Linked DNA regions of Sus scrofa: region 1 is linked to region 2. A link is a contact called in public Hi-C data. All regions are on one chromosome and are shown on one strand. The core of a region is the stretch at or near the end of the contact, and the rest is flanking DNA. Distances in the headings are between cores, read along the strand shown. Region 1 holds the start of IDH3A (isocitrate dehydrogenase [NAD] subunit alpha, mitochondrial). Region 2 holds the start of IREB2 (iron-responsive element binding protein 2).

Region 1 (4,189 bases), core at 1,350-3,849, 250 kb after region 2:
ACTAAGGCCACAAGAGTACGGACTTAACTTTGGGGGGTGAGGGGCAAGGCAAAGCATGCAGCAGCTCAATGTGGGATCTCAGTTCCCAGACCAGAGAATAAACCTGGGCTGCAGGGATGAAACCGTGGAATCCTAACCACTAGACCACCAAGGAACTCCCTGGACTGAACTTCTGATTTCAGGTCCCAGGCTATCTTCATCCTTTTTTACCTTCATCCTCCAACTTAAAAATATAAAAACAATGTTGAATATATGGCAGGTACTCAATAAAAGCTTGCTGAAGGGGAATTGCCTCATTATAATTACAGTATTTTAGAACCAGAGAGCTCTTTAGAAACCCACCATTTTCTCTAAATAAAGCTTTTCTAGGAAAAAAAAATTAGCTTCAGATCTCTTTTTCAAATAAAACCTTAAAAGGAACTCGAATAGAGGAGCACTCTGATTGAAACTCACATCCAGTTCAGTATTCCCATAATCCTGGGACATCAGCTTCTGAGGCACTTTCTGCTCCAGTCCCTAAGGGAGAAACTTACCCACTGAGGTCAAATGACCGCCAAAGGTCACAAAAGGGGGACCATGTCAGAGGAGAACTTTATCCTCTGATTCCACAAACCTTCTGAATACCTCCTGTGTTTTTTTCTTGTAGACCACACTAAAGGCAAAATAAATTTACTAGCACATTTACCAGCTGTTTTAGTCCCTCATTCTTAATGTACTTGCCAAAGATGATTAGGTGTTCAGTGTAAACTCAGTGATTAAAGGACTGATTTCTATTTAGACAGAGACACGAGTTGCTTTACCTTCAGGAGCGAATGTGAAATAAGGTACCATCACACATAAATCACATGTAAATGCAGAGGATAACAAAGCAGAACCCAGTTACTGGGGGGCGGGGGGGAAAAACAACTACTGAGGAGTTCCCGTCCATGGAGCAGCGGAAACAAATCCAACTAGGAACCATGAGGTTGTGGGTTTGATCCTTGGCCTCACTCAGTGGGTTAAGGATTCGGTATTGCTGTGAGCTGTGGTGTAGTTCGCAGATGTAGCTCAGATCTGATGTTGCTGGGGCTGTGGTTTAGGCTGGCAGTTCCAGTTCTGATTAGACCCCTAGCCTGGGAACCTCCATATGCCAGGGGAGCAGCCCTAAAAAGACAAAAGACAAAAAGAAGTTAAAGAAATAAAAAAAAACTACTGATACCCAATTGTCTGCTTAAAGACTGTAAGATATGTATTTTTGAATTCCTTCTGCATGTTTCTTTCACATTATTTGAACCAATCCTCAAAAAGCTCTATGAAACAAGTATAGATATTTCACAGAAGGGCTTATTAAGGCTCAGAAATGTTAAGTAATTTGCTCAGGGTCACAAAGCCAATTAGTGGCACTGCCAGGATTTAAATCTAAGACTCCTAAATTCCAGTGCAGAGCTCTTTTCACTAAATAATATATATGTGGACTTCGCCTTAAACTCAAAGGAGGAATAAAGTATCAAATTTTATAGAAAAAAACTAAATTGCTTAGGTAGGTTCCTAGGGGTTCATTCTTTAAGAGCAACAGGAGGCTCGAGGGCCCATTCTTCTCTCTGCCTGTCAGTGTGTGACCTTGGTCACAGAGCAGGCAGAATGGGACTTAGACCTAGGAACGCAGAGACACCTGTTCTGATACCTACTTCCTGTGTGACCTTGAGCAATTGAGTTTTCAGGCACGGTTAGTTCCACTGAGGAACCAATGAATTGCAGCGATGCTCTGAAACCCTTTCCAGCTCGGGCATCCGAGCTGCCAAGGGGAGCTAAAGCTCTCCAGATCGTAGGATTCTCGCTAATGAAAGGTGAGAGGAAAGCGCTGCGGGTCTCCCTCTCCCAAGTGTTGAGACAGCAATTCCAAGGTGCAAGATGCCCTGTGTCCTTTGACGGGGAAAGAGCTACAAGAGCTCACTGGGAAGAGCTCCAAGGGAGAAAAAAGTCTGGCAAGAAAACGACCTCAGGATTCCCTCACCTGGGAAAACCTCCCAAGCCTAACGCACGTGCCCTCGGGCCAGGGAGGTTACGCGACCAGGGCTGGAGCAGACACGAGTGGAAGGCCCTAGCCGTGTTGCGGGGGACTCCAAGCGATCAAAAGACTGCAGGGCCGCAGCCTCGGAAGCGGCCAGGATGGCGGAGCCGGGGCGGCGGCTGCGATGACCTTCCCAGATTCCGCGCAAGGCCTGGCCTTCTGCCCGGGTAGATGCGGACGGCGGCACCCGAGTATCGCCGGGAGCAGGGCCAGGGCCCCCGGCCTTGACCTTGCTGCTGTCCCCGCCTCAGGCTTGACCTTCCGGGAACAGGGCTGCCTACACACTGCACGCGGCCAGGCACACAGGTGGCCAGGTCAGGTTCCGTAACTGTTCCCAACCAGCCGAGCGCCGCCGCCTCCCGGTCCAGGCCTGCGCGCCTGCCCCCGCCCAGCACGCCGCCAGCCCGTGGGCCACAAGCCGGCCTGCCCCCCCGCTCACCTTGGAGATCCACGCTGGCCCAGCCATCGCGCTCCCTCTGACCGCGGCGACGGCGGCGGCAATAGTACGCAGCCGCACAGCCTGCGCCCCGCCCGCCCGCCCGCCTGGCCCCGCCCCCTAGGCCCCACCCCCCCTGGAAGCCCAGCCCCGGCCCGCCTACGGGATTCTCCGAACTTGCTCCCGGTCCCCTCGGACCTCGCCGGCTCCGCTGGCCAATCGTCGGGCTCGCCTCGCGCCGACATCCGGAGCACAGGCCGGAGCCGCGACCCGGAAACTACTCGCCGGGATCTCCGGTAGGAGTCCTTCCACTCCTTCATTCATCGATTTCACTGTTTAGGGGGGGTGTTTGTTCCGCGCCCACTAGATGCCAGTCGGTCTTCTAGATTTGAGGAATTAACTTCTCTCATAGACTTTACAATCTCAGGGAGGGAGATAGATCATGTACTCGGTCCACAAGTATTTATTTTTTAACAGCTTCATTGAGGTATAACTTACATACCATAAGCATCAAAGTGCGATGATTTTTAGTAACTGTAAACAGTTGCACAACCATCACTACAATCCGGTTTATTTTTTAACGGCTTTTTTTTTTTTTTTTTTTTTTCACGGCCTCAAAGGCGGGATACAGAGGTTCCCAGGCTAAGGGTCTAATTGGAGCTACAGCTGCCGGCCTAGGCCACAGCCACAGCAACGACAGATCCGAGCTGCCTCTTCGACCTACACCACAGCTCACAGCAACGCAGGATCCTTAACCCACTGAGCAAGGCCAGAGATTGAACGTGAAACCTCGTGGTTCCTAGTCGGATTCTCTCTGCTGCACCACACGAAAACTCCTTAACAGCTTTTATTGAGGCATAACTTATGTGCCATAAAATTTACTCTAAGTTCAATGATTTTTAGTAAATGTAAACCGTGGGATAACCATCACCACAATCCAGTTTTTGAACTTATAGAAATGTTCCCTGTGTCCATTTGCAGTCAGTGCCAGCTCCCTGCAATTATTGATCTGCTTTCTGCCTTTACAGCTCTACAAATATTTTTGAGTGCCAGCTAGGTACCAGGCACTCTTCTTGTTGCAGGACTTACATACAGGGAGACAGAACACAGAGGCCCTTTTGCCGGGAAGCAGCGTTTTTATTCGTGCTGGCACTGGCTCAGTGGATTCATATCCAAAGGCTGAGCCCCTATACCCTCCATTATTTTTTTCTTTTACACTTTGGTCCCTTTGTCCCCCTCATAAGGTAACATGCCTTCTGTAATTTCTGAGTGTACAGTTATAGATACGCCTCCGCTCATCGATACAGGTTATGCTGCGCTGTTGCAGAACTGCGCAGGCGGCACAGATGCTGGTGTTGCATGTTGCTTTCCCTTTGTTCTGGGAGGGCCCGTTCTCCTCCCCACTGCATTCTAAGTGCTGGTGCGTACACACTAGTGGGATAGAAAGGTACCAATCCGGTATTGCACAAACGTGGAATTTAAAACTGTGCTAAGTGTCAAGAAGCAAGAATGCAAGGAGTCATGAGAAGGTAAAATCAGAGAACCTATTCAAATCTAACACAGAGGGCAGAGAAGACCTCTCTGAGGAACTAACATACCTACTCCCCTTCCTCCTCATCCTCTCCTCAGCAACCACACACAGTCCTAAAGCTCTGCTGATCTTTGGGTACTAGGGTAGTTGGGTACCCGGGTGACTTAGACCG
Region 2 (4,154 bases), core at 879-3,378:
GCCGTGAACTGTGGTGTGGGTCATAGACGTGGCTCGGATCCCGCGTTGCTGTGGCTCTGGTGTAAGCTGGCAGCTCCAGCTCCGATTAGACCCCTAGCCTGGGAACGTCCATATGCGCAGGAGCGGCCCAAGAAATGGCAAAAAGACCAAAAAAAAAAAAAAAAAAAAAAAAAAAGAACTGTGGGCATTGTTCACTTGAAGAATTAAAATATACATTTAATAGCTCTAAAATATCACCAGTCAGGTTTCTGTTGTTTTTTAAAATTGTATTAGTAGTTTCTTTGGGGGGAAAAATCATTACTACATTAACTTAGAGTCTAAATGAGAAGTAAGGTATGGGCTTACATCTTCCTCAAATAAAAGCTGTCCCAAGAAGAGTGTTTAAAATGTTACATATATGTGTAGATGTACTGCTACAACATGGTGGAAATAAATTTACAATTTCTTCAACTCAGCTCAACCACTGCATTTTTATTATTAGAATCTAAACAAACCCAAGAAAATTTAGGCAACATTACCATACTTGGTGCCTCCAAGTCTAGGTACATTGAAGAACTTCTTATGTGAACTGTCATTTAATGTTTCAATAAGGTACTCAAAGGCATATCCTGAAAAAAAAATTATACTTCCATTAAACACAGATACAAAGGACCTTTATTCAAACAAAAAATAGCTAGAAATCAGCTTTGTCCAATAAAATTTTCTGCAGTGGTCCAAAAGTTCAATTCTTTGCACTGTCTATCAAGGTAGCCATTAGCCACATGTGGCTATTAAGCACTTGAAATATGGTTACAATGAACAGAGTTTTAAATTTTAATTAATTTAAATCGTTACATGTAGCTAGCGTCCACTGTATTGGATAGTATAACTCTAAACCATGACTCTTCTCGAATTAAAAACTGGTAAAATAACTCTTGAAATGTGATAACAAAGAATACCTAGAAAGGGACAATAAGAATTATTTATAAGAAGTATAGGTATATTTTGTGAAGACCTGCGTAAATACAGACAGGACAATTTGAGAACCGTCACAACTATAAGAATTTTTTTAAAAAAATAATCAAAAGACAGATTTTTACACTGTAGTCAACAACGTGAACAAAATCAAAACCAAACCAAAACAACTTATCAGGTCAGACCTTAATAGGTCTTAAGACTAAGGGTAAAGGTGAAAAACAAAACATCTGGGTATATTAGCATGTCTTCCTGGTTTTGCATGAATTGACGCTTAACTACAAAGACCCAGGGGTCTCCTGCGAATGTACCCCAACTCCTACATTCTTGAAGTAGTGGGGAGGCAGCCTTGAGGTTAAAGAACATTCAGAGCTTTTGTGCAGACTCATTGCGGTGGGTGGGCAGGACCCTCAACATTGTTCGGACCTTGCTCGGAAATGAGAAGCAATAAGCAGAGCTCACTTTGGGGGAATACTAAATGTTTTTCCTCTTTTTTATTGAGGAGGAAGCTAAGAAGGTGGTTGGGGGTAGGGGGGCGGCGGAGGAGACCCAGAGCTGCAATAAATGGTCTGGGAACTGATTAACCAGTGTTCGGCCTTGACCGCCCCCCACTCCGCTTCCAGAGGCAAAGAGAGAGGGAGTGACTTGAGGCTGGACAGCGGAATAAACAACTATCTGCGAGAGACCCAACCAAGGAGACGCCGGCCCCCACCCTCATCTCTTACAAATGGGGGGCGGGGAGAGGACGAAAGTGGGCCTCTCCCTGACCGTAGTGCTAAGTGAGGAGTACCAAAAGACTCTGGAAGGGGCCAACAGGCTGACGCCGCCACTGGTCGAGGCCAGCGGCGGAGCGGACGGGCCTGATGGGGTCACGCTGCGGGGCGAGGGCGGCGAGGCCGGGCTCTCGGGGCCTGGAAGCAGAGAGTGAGGCCCATCAGGCAGGCCTTAAGGGAGCAGGACCTGAGCCCAGAGGGCCCGGGAGCCGGCCGAGTGACTCCAGGCGAGAAGCAAAGGACCCGGAGCCCGGGAAGCGCGCGTCTCCAGCTGCCACATCCCAGGGGGCGGACTGAAACTAACCTGCACTTGGGGCGTCCATCGCCGGAGACCATATTATCCCTGCGGGGAGGGGGCCCGCGGGGTAAGGAGGGGGAGGCCGGGCGGGGAAAAAGGGGAGGAAGGCAGGCGGACCCGCAAGGGAAGAAGGAAAAGAGCAGTCTCGCGCAAACACCGCGAGAGCCGCAGAGTCGACCCCAGGTCTAGGTCTGAGCTCGCGGGATTTGCCGCCCAACTCTCGCGAGATCATCGGACGTGGAGACAAAGAAAGAGAAGGGGCGGAGCCAGCGAGAAGGCGATTTTTTGCGCCTGCGTCCCTGTTCTCGCGATCGGACGCTAAGGCTGGAGCGGCTGTATCTTCCACGGCACTAGCTTGGCCCTCCTAGCGATCCGTTACTAAGTTGCGGCTTCAAATATCTAATTGAGGTTGTGAGATCCAGCGGTGCAAGGGCTCCAGCGGGATATCCAGCGGTGTGGGGGAGGGAGGAGTCAGAATTGCTACTCCTAGGAAAAACAGCCTAAGGCGAACCCCTTTCACCAGAAGATAGTCTCAGGCTAAACCTGTCGTATGTGTGGCCTGCACGCGTGTTCTTGGAGAGGGTGACCGGACTGATCTGGCATGTAGGAAGCGCTCTAATTGTTGAATGAATTTTCCTTTCACCCCTGTAGCTTCATTCTCTCCTTTTCCACACACTCCTTCCCATGGGCAGTTAATCATGCTAAAGTCTCCATCCCGCCTCCGCCTCCGCTCCTCTAGTACCTGCGTTCTCTGCCGCCTTATCTCCTGTTGGCAGCCAGCTTTCCAGAGAGCGCTGGTTGCGCTCTCCCTTCCCCTCCCACTCCTTATCCCTCTCCAGTCTGCTTTCCACCCGCTAGAAACACCTCTGGTCAAGGACAGCCATAACCCCATTCGCTAATCACACGTTTCTCAATCCTTATTCTCCTTGATCTCTGCCCTTGTTGAGAAATATTCTTCCATCAGTTTTTGTGACCTCAGATGCTACTTGTTTTTCTTCCTATCCTTAAGGGTGCTCCGTCTCAGTCTCATTTGCAGGCCCCTCTTCCTCTGCCCAGCCATTCAATGTACTGGTATTAAATATATCCCAGGGCTCTGGCCTTGCACTGTTTTCCCGGCGCATCTCACTCTCTCCTTTGGCTTCAGTTATTAGTTATATGTTCTTATTTACCAGTCTACCTCCAACCCAAACACATCTCCTAAGCCCAGAGGTGTCCCTGAAACCCAAACACATCCCCTAAGCCCATAGTTGTATATTCTAGTACCTATTGGATGACTCCATATCTCACAGGCACCCCAGACTCAAAATCTCCAAAACAGAAGTCATCATTTTCCCCTTAAAACCCTTTACTCCTTTAGTATTGCCTGTATCAATGAATGGCACCACCAACCCCTAAGTTACCCATGCCAGACACAGACACACCATTTTTCTCTCTCTCTTTTTGGCAGTGTCTGTGGCTTGCAGAAATCTCTGGGCCAGAGATCAAACCTGCGCTACAGCAGCGAACCCAAGCCCCAGCAGTGACAACGTGGGATCCTTAATCTCAAGGCCACCAGGGAACTCCCACAGAGACATCATTCTTGATCCTGTACCCTCTACCCTAATCACTAACCCAACAAGCCTTGCTGAAGCAAACCCCAGTATAGTTCCTCTATTTATGTGCCTTTCTAACCATTCCCTCGGCCACCACCCAGGTCTAGATTTGAACATATCCTGTCTAGATGACTGACAGTCTTCTCAAAAAGACCCTGGGACATGAGTACTACTGTAATTGTCATTTTCATGATAATGAGACTGAAACTCTGCGAGGTTAAGAAACTTACACAACATTGCTCAGCTACCAAGTGACTGAGTCAGGGTTCTCTCTGGTATCTCATACCTATTGTTTGTACCTTTTCAGGAAACTTCCTTTAGGCAGAATCACTTCTCCGTCACGCTGTAGTGTCTCACTTGCTGTTCTTCCTTTGTGGAACACTGTGCTGTGCCCTGTCCTGCTACTACTCAGTCTTCAGGCCTTAGTCCAGATATTTCCTAAAGAAAATACAACTCCACAACCCCCAGTTTGGCTTGGGAATATGATGAAATGCTTCCTTATCTTCCTATATATTTCAATTAGAGCACTTGATTGTA

Evidence for each region. Hi-C and Micro-C count contacts between places; a contact is called where the count stands out from the background.
Region 1: a Hi-C map of liver shows a contact between it and region 2, with 4 times the contacts expected there. The contact joins the promoter of IDH3A here to the promoter of IREB2 in region 2. A contact is called at or near these places in 2 of 5 promoter capture datasets (fetal liver and liver) and 4 of 47 Hi-C or Micro-C datasets (epiblast stem cells, heart right ventricle, liver and 1 more).

What each region holds. Positions count from the first base shown.
Region 1 is chr7:47,776,349-47,780,537 of Sscrofa11.1, forward strand. It overlaps IDH3A (isocitrate dehydrogenase [NAD] subunit alpha, mitochondrial), which reads right to left and starts at 2,600. Exons shown (of 11, transcript XM_001927338.5): 1 at 2,490-2,600. The coding sequence starts at 2,516.
Region 2 is chr7:47,527,071-47,531,224 of Sscrofa11.1, forward strand. IREB2 (iron-responsive element binding protein 2) reads right to left here and starts at 2,129. Exons shown (of 23, transcript NM_001167781.1): 1 at 2,032-2,129; 2 at 519-608. The coding sequence starts at 2,050.